Regions from separate parts of the Zea mays genome. Here region 1 is linked to region 2. The links are chromatin contacts, called in public Hi-C maps. All regions are on one chromosome and are shown on one strand. The core of a region is the stretch at or near the end of the contact, and the rest is flanking DNA. Distances in the headings are between cores, read along the strand shown. Region 1 holds the start of LOC103626964 (F-box/kelch-repeat protein At3g61590-like). Region 2 holds the start of LOC100501078 (Plastid division protein PDV1).

What was found. A called contact is a pair of places that touch in the nucleus more often than the background predicts.
Region 1: a contact with region 2 is called in a Hi-C map of ear, with 2.7 times the contacts expected there. The contact joins the promoter of LOC103626964 here to the promoter of LOC100501078 in region 2. A contact is called at or near these places in 5 of 25 Hi-C or Micro-C datasets (bundle sheath, ear, leaf and 1 more).

The regions. Positions count from the first base shown.
Region 1 is chr5:141,980,458-141,986,256 of Zm-B73-REFERENCE-NAM-5.0, forward strand. It overlaps LOC103626964 (F-box/kelch-repeat protein At3g61590-like), which reads right to left and starts at 3,467. Exons shown (of 3, transcript NM_001301597.1): 1 at 3,209-3,467; 2 at 3,034-3,117; 3 at 427-2,105. The coding sequence starts at 2,077. The coding sequence ends at 821.
Region 2 is chr5:141,555,168-141,560,576 of Zm-B73-REFERENCE-NAM-5.0, forward strand. LOC100501078 (Plastid division protein PDV1) reads left to right here and starts at 1,685. Exons shown (of 2, transcript NM_001195905.1): 1 at 1,685-2,146; 2 at 3,155-3,836. The coding sequence starts at 1,820. The coding sequence ends at 3,655. It overlaps LOC100273041, which reads right to left. Exons shown (of 2, transcript NM_001367777.1): 2 at 5,252-5,409.

The DNA.
Region 1 (5,799 bases), core at 2,217-4,716, 430 kb after region 2:
ACCGAATTTATCCGAATCGTAACGGTGCACAGCGTAAAAAAAACAGTTTGCATCCTTCTTCGCAGAGCGCAGTTGGCGTTTAACACAGGCTTTGCGCAGGCAGTGACAGCAACAGCAGGATGGAGATACGCAGGCGCTGCTTTCTAGGTGGTACAACCAGCTAGCTGCTTTCGGTGCAGATTGACAGACAGCTCTGGCGGGGTAGCAGGATGAAGAAATAATGTGATCGTTTTCCATCCATCCATCCAAACGAGTGAACGACGGCTAGAGAGAGGAGGCAATGATTCTAGCACCGCTGTGCAGCATGTACTTCTTAACGGATATACTACTACTTGTCTTTGCATACAATAAGGCTAAAACACGTCTGTTGTTCAGTGTTAGAAAGATTTGATTTCCATCTGCAGACAGATGAAGGGAGATTAATATGAGATCACAAGCAGAGTAACAGGCTCTGCTCTTCAAAAAATAGCTCAAAGAAAGCCGTAGCAATGGTGGACTACTCTCCTTCATAGCAATGGAACAGGAATAGTTCTTAGGCAAGTTGCTCCCACATCATCGTCTCTCCCTCGGTCCCTCCAGTGTCCAGGTCAACAAAAATGATCGGCGAAGTTTAACTGATCATTCCAATGCATATACCCTGCTGCCCAATAGACCCAACAAAGAAAAGAATAGAGCTACAGTATAAAAAGAAGGGGCATTTTCTGTGCTCAAATGGCTTCAACGGCAGCAGCAGCACCACCTCCTGGGCTTTGGCCGCTCCACAAAACCATACAAAATGCAACGCGAAGATTCTGGTGGGAGGTAGACACGAGGCAAGAAACTAGAGAGCAATGTCCAGCCTGGGCTCGAAAGAGAACCCAGTGAACAGCTGCAGCGGGAACCTCTTGGAAACAGGGCTCTTCGCGGACCACCTCCACGACCTGTGGTTCATCTCGAAGGTGAGGAGCGCCGGCGACCCATAGCTCTGGATGTAGATAAGATCACGCGCCCCGCAGCTTGCGAAAACGTCGTCGAACTCGCCGAACCCTTGGAAGTACCTGTGGGGCATCCGGGCGACCTCGTGCCACTCCTTGCGACGGAGCTCCCAGATGCCGATTCCCTTGATGACCCCAGGCCTATCTTGCTTGCCGATGCCGCCAACCAGCACGAGCCTCTCGCTCAGGTTCATCAGCCGGCCGCACGTAAGGGCGCACGGCGCCGGGATAGCCATGCTCAGCAGAGAAGTGTGGCTGCTACTGCTACTACTATGCCTTGCATCGAGGTCGTACATCACAAGGCAATGGCGATGCTCGCTATCGTTCATCACAACCCCCGTGGAGTACACCAGGTAGTAGAGGACTCCGTCGCAGATGACGCACTCGTCGCCGCCTCTCCACCCAAGCAACACCCCCGTGAAGGGAGTCGCCCAGGTGCCAGACACCGAGTCGTACAAGTGGATGCTGAACTCCCACTGGTAATACTCGGATGGAACCTGGCTGCTCCTTGCAACGGCCACGGTGTAGCGATGAGTGCTTCTGTCCACGGAGAAGGCGAGGCCACTGTAATCAGCTGTCCTGCCCCCAACAGCAGGAGCATCAGGAAGCCTCTTCCAGTCCTTAGTGATGGGGTTGCACACCAGGACGCTGCGCCTGTTCTCGCTGTCCATCAGGCACACCAGCCCAGCCGACGAGGACGTGGCCCAGTTGCTCCTCTCGATGCAAGGGAAATCGAACCCATACCACTTGCGGAGGCTCGGGTCGTAGGCGAACCCTGAAACCGCATCCTGGCTGCAGGTGAACATGAAGTACCATGGCTTCTCGGGCACCGTCTTGCTCCACGCGTGCCTCTGCGCATGCACAATCTCATGCCACCTTCTGCAAACGGACCCGGACCTTATGACGCTCGCAACGGGCAACAAGGAAAGAACCTTCTCCAGGAGATCGTCTGGGAGAACGGCGTCCAGCGACACTGCCACGTCGGCCCCGTTCTGGTCGTCCTCGCCGTCTTCGTCTTCAGAGACCGGCCTGTACTCTATCACCTGTGAGCCGCTGTAGGAACAAGGATAGAGCTCCCACTCTTCTGTCCCCATCGCCAACATCCAGTGAATAGCTAGCTAATACAAGACCCTGCAAGAGACAATTGTTGCGATAAAAATAAGGGAAATGAACCAAATATGAAAACGTCTGATGCAGATAAAACTAAGCAAGCATTTTCAGCCCAGCCAAATTTTTCTGAGTACAGAGTAGATGTAAATAGAAAAGCAATGTTCAGGTCAGACTCTCTATACTCTGTACCACCATGTATAATGCAAATTCGATGAAAACAACCTGGTGGCTGTCTACATCTCAAGGGCACATCTGCCGGTAACCAAACACCAAAAGTATGCCATTTCTTTAACAGACTAAACTCGCCTAGATGAAAAGGGCAATAATCCAACCTGACCAATCTAACCTTCTTTCAACGACATGAAATGCAGTAAGATCAACAAATGGCAGAGGTCTGACCAGTTTCTCTCTCTTTATTACTTGTTACATAAATAAATAAATAAATCTTTTCTCGATCCGTATATTTGTCTTGTGCCACGAGGACGATTAAACGGGGAAAAATGACAGAAACAGCTACTTCTAATTGCCGGGGGGACAAATTGCCGGACAATAACGTCCCCATCACAAATAGAACCTCTCTATTATTATTTTTTTTCCAGAGAGGGCCACAGCTGATTTTTGGCCACCACATTCAATTTGCCGCGGAAAGGGCCACATCACGATCATTAAAGGCAGGCGCAGACAAATAAAGCAAGCAGCGCAGGCAAGAGCAGCACTATCTACCCACCGAATTTTACCAGAAACCACACCACGAAACGCACGCCTCATGGCTAGTACCAATCCTTGACGCCGCGCGAAAAAGCAAGCGCTAACCCGCAATTCAATGCATGATGAAGCATAGACCCTAAACCCCCCAAAAAATAAAAAAAAAGAATCCCCCAAACAATCCATGTCTCACTGAAAAAAAAAAAGACAAACATGAATGGGGGAAGACGATGCGATTGGTTACCTGTCCTCGACAACAGAAATCCAAGAGAAGGCCCTCCCTCCCACAATCCACCAAGCCGCCGCCGTGTCCTCCAGAGTCCCGACGCTTTCAGGAACAGACCGAACAGGGATTCATCGCCAAGAGCTAAACAAATGCACCAAAAACCAAATCTTCCGGGCGGAGAGGGAGAGGGTACCGGCAGCGCGTCTGTAGCGCGTTGGGCGGCCGGTGCCGATCGGATGAGGCGCCGAGTTGCACGAATCTGGTGGGGGCGAGGGGCCTTCGTCGTGCCCACCACCTACTCCGGGAAAGAGATGGAACAGTGGAAGGGCTTCCTCCTGCCCCTACATTAGATCAGGCCCCCCTCCTCCCCCATGGGCGTCGCGCGAGACTAGCGGAGCGACACAATGGCGTATATATGGAGGGGAGAGGGAGGCAGAGAAAGGGGAAGGTGCTTGCTTCAAGCAAAGAAAAAAATGTTTTAGACAGTGAGGGAGGGATGGAGGGAGAGGGTCGATCGGTTCAGCTCCAGACGTACTAGTGTAGTGGGAGAGAACGGAAATCCTTTGGATGGTGCTTTTTTGTCTACCGGACATATCCACCTGACATGTGACATAGATAATCTCACTGTCATCCTGTGCTATCTAGCTCTACCCTCTCCTAACGCATTCGTAATATCACGAGGACTTTTTTTAAGTATTATATCTCGTTTTGATGTAGATATTGGTATACAAAATCAGGATTTAGATTCAGTTTTTCTAAATTCTGTTGTTTAGTTGCACATAGAATTGGGTTTTTAAAACCAGAGAGTCAATTCCGTGGTATTGGACTATAACTAGAAACTCTCTCTCCCAATTGAGAGTGTTACCCCTCTGTGCAGGGACATCCAAATAATAGAACTGTAATTTCATCTAATTTCAATACCATGGCTGATTTTATATTCAAACCAATTCAATTTCATGCCCTCCAGTACCGGCATATGAACGAAGCATTAGACATTCGGCTGAGCTTTTTACAGCGCTGCTACTGTAGCTGGAGGCTATTCTTCCGAAGCTAAAGTATTAAGGACTAGTTTGGGAACTATATTTTTCTAAAGGTTCCTATCTTTCTAAAGGAAAATAAACTATTTTTCGTTAGAAAAATGGAAATCCCTTTAGAAAATAGGGTTCTTAAACTAGCCCTAAAAAGTGGGAAAATCTATGGGCATGGCCTAAAACAGACAACCGAACATTGTCTTTATTACAACAGGGGGGTTTGAAAGGGAAATGTGCCCTTGGGTCATTTCTAGTATATTTTGGTGATTAAGTGCTCAATACATATTGAGTGAGTTATTATGTGCCAAATCTTTACTACTCTATAAGATAGCAAAGTAGGCGTCCACCAGCTACCGTGGCTCCGCTCCCGTGATTCGCGTGCCCCCGCCCCGTGATCCATCCTCGCCCGCCCGCATGACTCGCCGCCATCGACGCGAGGAGCTGCTGCATCGCGTCGCCTGCGCCGCACCTCCCGCGCCCGCTCATGGATCCCACCTCCGCACACCGCGCTCCACTGCTCCCTCCCCGTCTTTCTCGCTGCTTCCCTCCATCTGTTCAGGCAAAGGGCATTGCAGTGCCAGCCATCTGCCACCGCCCTAAACCCTTCGCAGCGCCAGCCATGGAGAGGCTTATCAGCCCCCACCGCTCTAGATCATCCTGTAGCATTAGCGGCATCTGGTCAGTGGTTGTGTGGATCCGAGGCCTCTAAGTGCAGATCCAGTCCTACTTGCTCCGGATTTGGTGTTCTCTCGCGGAGGGAAGCCCGCTGAACAAAGCTCCTCCGCCGAAGGGTTAGTATGAGGCTCCGCGTGGGCTTGCCCTGCTGGTCGGTTACGCTTACGCTGAGGTCCTCCGGTAGGTGGCAATGGTTCCAGATTTCCGGTTACAACCTGGTTACATTTCTCAGGTTGCTATGGGATTTGGATTTCAAGCTATCTGCGGACGGGGAAACTTACTCCAGCTCGATCGATGATTGGGAGTTTGGACTTTGTGTTTTTTTTGCTTAGAGCCCAGGATCGCTTCCCTATCCACCTTGTTTTCCGCCTTGATTGTGTGCTCGGATGCTCTCTCGTCTTTGCTCTAGAACATTTCAGCAATTACTTAATCCATTTCAAACCTCATCTTGGACGAGCCTCGTGCCTTGGGTGGGTGTTCAAGACACCTTTGGGCATATTAGAACACAAAAATTGGTTCTAGCCTTAGTCATCTTCGCTGTTCTCAAGTATTCTGTTATTCGCTATATTTCCGTCAAGGCTGTACATTCAGTTGCCGACTACGGTTCCTGTGGCGTCGGCACCGAGACCAACGGGGAAGACACCGCTGAAGGGGAGGAGGCAGAGGGAAGCCCGTGGAACAAAGCCCCCCGCCTCGACGACGCTGCTCGGACTACGCTTCCTGTGGCGTCGGCACCGAGACCGACGGGGAAGACGCCGCTGAAGGGGAGGAGGCGGAGGGAAGCCCGCAGAACAAAGCTCCCCGCCTCGACGACGACGCTGCTCGGACTGCCGCAATGGCCGAGATCCCCCGCCCCCACGCCTCCTCGAATCAGCCTCGATCTGCCGCCATGGATGACGACGACGTGTTGCTCGACGTCTCCCCATCACTGGCCCACTTAGGCATCCATCCTCGAATCTCTACCCCCACCCCCACACCTCCCCGCTGCCGAACCAGCCCCGATCTGCCACCATGGACATCGACGACGTGTCACCCGATGCCTCCACGTCGCTGGCGCACGGCATGGCCCCGCAGCCGG
Region 2 (5,409 bases), core at 435-2,934:
GCAACCTTGGATAAAAACTAGGTTGACTTTGCATGCATATTGATTTAGATTGTATTGATGAGGTTTTTAAGGTCGATGATAATATATATTTTTTGTTTTTATCAAATAGTTGTGCAATAACATTTTATCGAATATTTTGTATGTTATCGCAACGCTTGTGTATTGTACTAGTTGAACATTTAATTTATTGTTGTGCATTTATAGAGCGATTCACCGGTATCAACACACCCTTGCTGGTTATAGGTCAAACCATGTGGCATGTCTAGAACTCCATAACCTGAGTCACAATCAAGAGGGACTGGCCGTAGCAACATCATGACTCCCGGCTCCGTGTGTCGGCTGCCTAGACGGTCAACAACACAAGCTTTTTTATCCACTAGGACAATACACGTGTGTTACCAACTACACACAATCATATTTGATATACATAAAAATAAATTTAATATCAAAGTGAACATATAGTTCACATATCACATAAACTGCTAAGAACAAACATTACACTTTATCTTAGCCAAAAGATTGAGAAAAGTATAAGTTGAAAAGAAGCCCGATCCCTTTTTATAACTCCACATGTAAGATATTAAACTTATAAGAACAAAATATTATACTTTATTTTAGTCAAAAGGCCGAGAAAGGTAAATTGAAAAAAAACTTGACCCTTTTTTATAGTTAGCTCGATAGTTCGTTCTTCTTTAGCTAGCAAGCTGGTACTATCGTATGGCTTCTTATTGTATTGGGTTTGAGTAGTTTCTTATAGCCCATCTATAGTATAACAACCCATATGTGGTGTATAGGACTATGTGAAGGAGCTGGAGAGAGGAAAATAACTATGTGTTTCACTTGATGCATGACTCATGGAACTAGTTCTTTAAAAAGTAGAGATAGAAATATCAGGCTACCAAAATAGCTCTACAAACACTATCTTAGGAAGCAAATTTTTTACGGTTACATCCTGTCACTCGCGTAAGCCTTCTTGACACTCACAAAAATATCAGGCTACCAAAATAACTCTACAAACAATATCTATCAGGGTCATCAGGAAGCAAAATTTCTACGGTTACGTCCGATCACTAGTGTAAGTCGGATCCACACATCAATCACCTATCTACAATTCTCTACTATATTAAAGTATCAGTTTTTCTGGTTCTATGGTTATATTGTTGTCGCGTCCCTCGTAATTAAATTGAAAAATACTAAAACTCCATGATTATTGATTTTAAATTTACATCCACACTTACCTAGCCAACACAACATACACGTCTTTATGTTATATTATATAATTAAGAATAAATAAAAACCGTAACCCTGTACGGCAGACACTTGTGGTGTCATTTGGCTCAGTGACGTCTCTATTTCTCTATTTCGTCTTATTTTTTTAAAAAAAATTAACATACACCATTTAACTCAATAGACCATGAATTTGTTCATAAGCTACTCTCGCGAAGAAAGCACCCTTATTATCCTGAACTCATGGTTGGGTCTGCCACCAGTGCCGCCGAATCAGCGAAAAGATCTCGATAGAATTTAGCTGATTACCTTTAAATTAGGAAACCAGGTAAAACTTGTAGCAACTGAAGCACTTGCAGGCGCGCTTTCCTCACCACTCTTCCGTCTTCCCTGCATGCAACGAAGAACGAACCAACAAAAGGAAGCTCCCCACCCCCGCCTCGGTGGTGCCGCCATCAGTCCATCACACATCCCCGTCCCCTCCCGTTTCCCTTTCGCTCCGCTCCCCCTCGCTCGGTCACTCCTCACTCCTCAGTCCTCACTAACAATCCGCACCAGGACTCATCAGGGCCGCGCGCGCGCGCCGGCAGCGATGCGGTGGGACGCAGCCGAGGCCGAGGCGGCCCTCGAGCGGATCTGGGACCTCCACGACCGCCTCAGCGATGCCATCCTCGCCGTCTCCCGCGCGCACCTCCTCCTGCCCGCTCCCCCGCCCCCTCCCGTGCCGTCCGCGCCCTCCGCCAAAGGGGCCCACCGCATCGGCGTCGGTAGGAACGGGTGCGTCTTCGTCAAGGACGGCGCCGCCGGCGGCGGAGGTGAGGCGCTGGCCGCCGCCGCGGAGGCCCTGGCCGAGGCCAGGAGCCTGCACGCCATTCGCTCCGCGCTCGAGGACGTCGAGGACCACCTCGAGTTTTTACACGTGAGGCTCCTGCTCCCCTTCCACCCCTTCTGCCCCCTAGGGATAGAGCATCCCAGCCCAAACTGTTCTAGGGTTTCGCGCGTGTAGTACTGTTTGTTAATTCTGGGTTAGGACCACCGCTTCTGACCTGCTGCTGTGCCGAATGGGGACTGCTTTTCGGTGCCCCTTAACGCTCGTTGTTCTCGTGATTGCCGGTCGTTGCGTTCAAGCGATTCAGGCATGAGAAAGTAGAGAGCCCCTATCACCAATAATTCCCATGCCTGTGCTTGTTATGTGGCCAATGAATTCTTCATTCTCGAACAGAACTGGATGGTCCTATCTGTCGTAATCCACAATGACCATTTGTGTTTTAATCGGGTAAAATGCATGTATGCTATTCTTCTGGTAGGAATTGAGTTGCTGCTGAATATTCTACTAGGTGGGATGTTAATGTTTTACCGTGCATCCGAATTTCTACTTGTTGTTTACTTAGAGTTCAGGTCATTTGGCTCACAAGTGGTTGGCCTCCAGCGAATGGTTAGGGTGCAGATGACTTGATCACGAGGGCCATGTGGATGTTAAGGGTGCGGTATTATTTCCACATGGATTCCGTTGCCCTTCCAGTGCTCTCTCTTATGTTTGATGTCCTCATGATACCATTTGGGGTAGTATATCAATATCTTATTTATAGTTGATTGTTACTTTGTGCAAGTTGCAAAGCATAGGGACACCATTACTATGTACAAACTTCATGTCTTGTGGTGTAAGGACTTATTGTCGATCACTTCTCTGTTAAATTAAATCTGTTTTACTATCTTAGCTAAATGAATTCTCAGATGTCAAAGAAAAATAAAATCACTACCAGAAAGCTGCCCACTCCCAAGGATTAGTGGATTTAGTAGACATTTACATGCATATCTGTTATCGACAATTTGGAGTGCCAGGGCTTTTCGTTAATTTAGCTTTACTTGTTCCTGTTAAATCTTTTTGTGAGATCTATTTCTCACTTCTGTTAGTCTTGCTTCACAGACTGTTCAATCACAACAGCGGGCTGAGCGAGATGCTGCAATTGCTAGACTGGAGCAAAGCCGTCTAGTCCTTGCTATGAGGTTAGCAGAACATCGAGGAAAGAAGTATAAAGTAATCGATGAGGCCTTGGCATTTGTTGGTGAAGTGAGTGACAAGAGTCAATTTATCTCACCTGAGGATGTTCGTGCTACCCATAGCCGATCAGAGGATAACGCAGATGACAACAGGGGCAGTGGTTCAAGGATAATGTCAAACGTGTTATCTTGCAGTTTATCATTAGCCAAGAATTCATTTCGACTGGACAAGATCGGGGGCACTCTCGGTAACGCTGCAGTGTTTGCAGTAAGTATGCTTGCTTTCTTGCAGCTGCATCAAATTACATTTGGAAGTAAAACTCCAGCCATGGAATGTAGGAAGAGAATCGAGTACAATCTTCAATCAGGGAGCTCACAACCGAATGGGAAAGGAAAACTTCTGGAGGTTTACCTAGCCAGAGGCTGAAGAATTATTAAGCTCACGCTGTTGGCTGTACAGAAAGTTTTGACCAAAGCTCAGTTTTGTTGGTTTTGTTAGGGCACTGATCATTCTTTACAACGGACTGGACCCTGTTCCAGGCAAAAGGCAACCATGGAACTGTCTGTCCGGTTCTTTTTGGATGGATTTGAAGGATACCACTTATTCTATCTCAAATTGTAAATGGTTTTGTGCTTAGAGATGCATTGTTTGCAAACCGCGTTCAAGCTAACTTGAACTGCCGTTTTCGTACTGCCTACTTTCTTGCCGTGCTCTTGAGGAGGTGTGGTAAGGTTCATCGCTTGTGTGGCAAGTTTCGGGATTGTTGGGGCTACAGTATGATCACATGACATGCTTTGAGTTGTGAGTACTGACGTTATTTGCTTTCTTCTGCCTCGTGCTTGATGATGCATCGCTGCTTTGCTTTGTTGATTGCCTGTCTGGTCATATTTGGTTCAGAAGCTTCTTTGTTTTTGTATGTTCGTATGTGCCCTATTGTTTTTCCTTTTACAGATTGTACCAGTACCCAGCTTTGTTAGGCCATCTCCAGTACACTACATATTTCACTCTCTATTTCAAACTTTACTCGGTAAGTTGAGTACAAAACAATGTTTTGTACGTCTGTTTGCAGAGTTGGCCTTACTTTTATCATTGCTCACTCATGCTCTTCCAACTGGCGGGTTGCACTTAGGGCTTATTTGGTTGGAACCCTCAACCCTGCATGTCAGGCAAACCATCTCATCCCCAGGCGTTCAAAATCCAACGTCTGGGAGCGCTGCCTGAGCCGGGGGGGGGGGGGGGGGGACCAAACAGCTTCGACGGGGAGGAAATCAAACGAGTCCTTAGTGCCATTGGTGTCTGTTCTGTTCGCTGTAGTGTGATTTGCGAAGTCAACTTGCTGCATCCGTTGCTACGTGCCTGTCTTTGCCCCCCCTCCGTATAAGAAACACAGATCAGAATGCATTCAGCCCTCAGCATGCTCCATGATCTGATCTGACTAATGAAATAGACGAATGGCCTGGATCGCAGCTACAGTCACCGACGCACAACGCCGCTTTAGATCCGAGGTGACTTGACATGTATGAAATGAACACTTCGCTACGAATCTCTGATGGCTGAATGCATAGAGCTCCAGTCTTCTGCCAGCTCAGGGAAGATAGATAATCTAATACAAACTAAATGCATGTTAGCCCCAGCAAACATCTTGCTGTAAACCTGATAGAGAACTTGTCCGGAAAAATATTTCACAAGGATCGTCTCCGGAATCTGAAGATGTAGGAGAGCTGCGCCTCTTTTAAGATAGGAGGGATTTTTTTTTTGCAATACTGACGCTCGGGTTTCGAAAATCTAGCACTCCGAAGCTTGTCCAGCATTGTTGAAATCTCGACAGAAGGGATGTGTTGTGTCACCAACTCTGCTCCTACGTACGTCAGCACCTGAGTCGACTGTCTCCCAACATCACAGTCTACACCAGCCCAAGGCCCAGCAGCCTGAAGGAGCGTGCCTCTGCCTCGCATGAGGGGCGACCCAGCCCCCAAAGTTTGTAGGCCCAGAATGGAGGAAACAACCGTACTATATGTGTTTGAATCAATCAACTCACACGCCCCACCGTTCATTTTTAGTTCCTGCTATGTATACACCACCACACAATCAAAAATAATCGGGAGCTGGAGCGTAATATACAGTTACAAACTTGGTATGTACTAATCCATCACCCCCATCTTGCCCGCAAACCCAGGCAG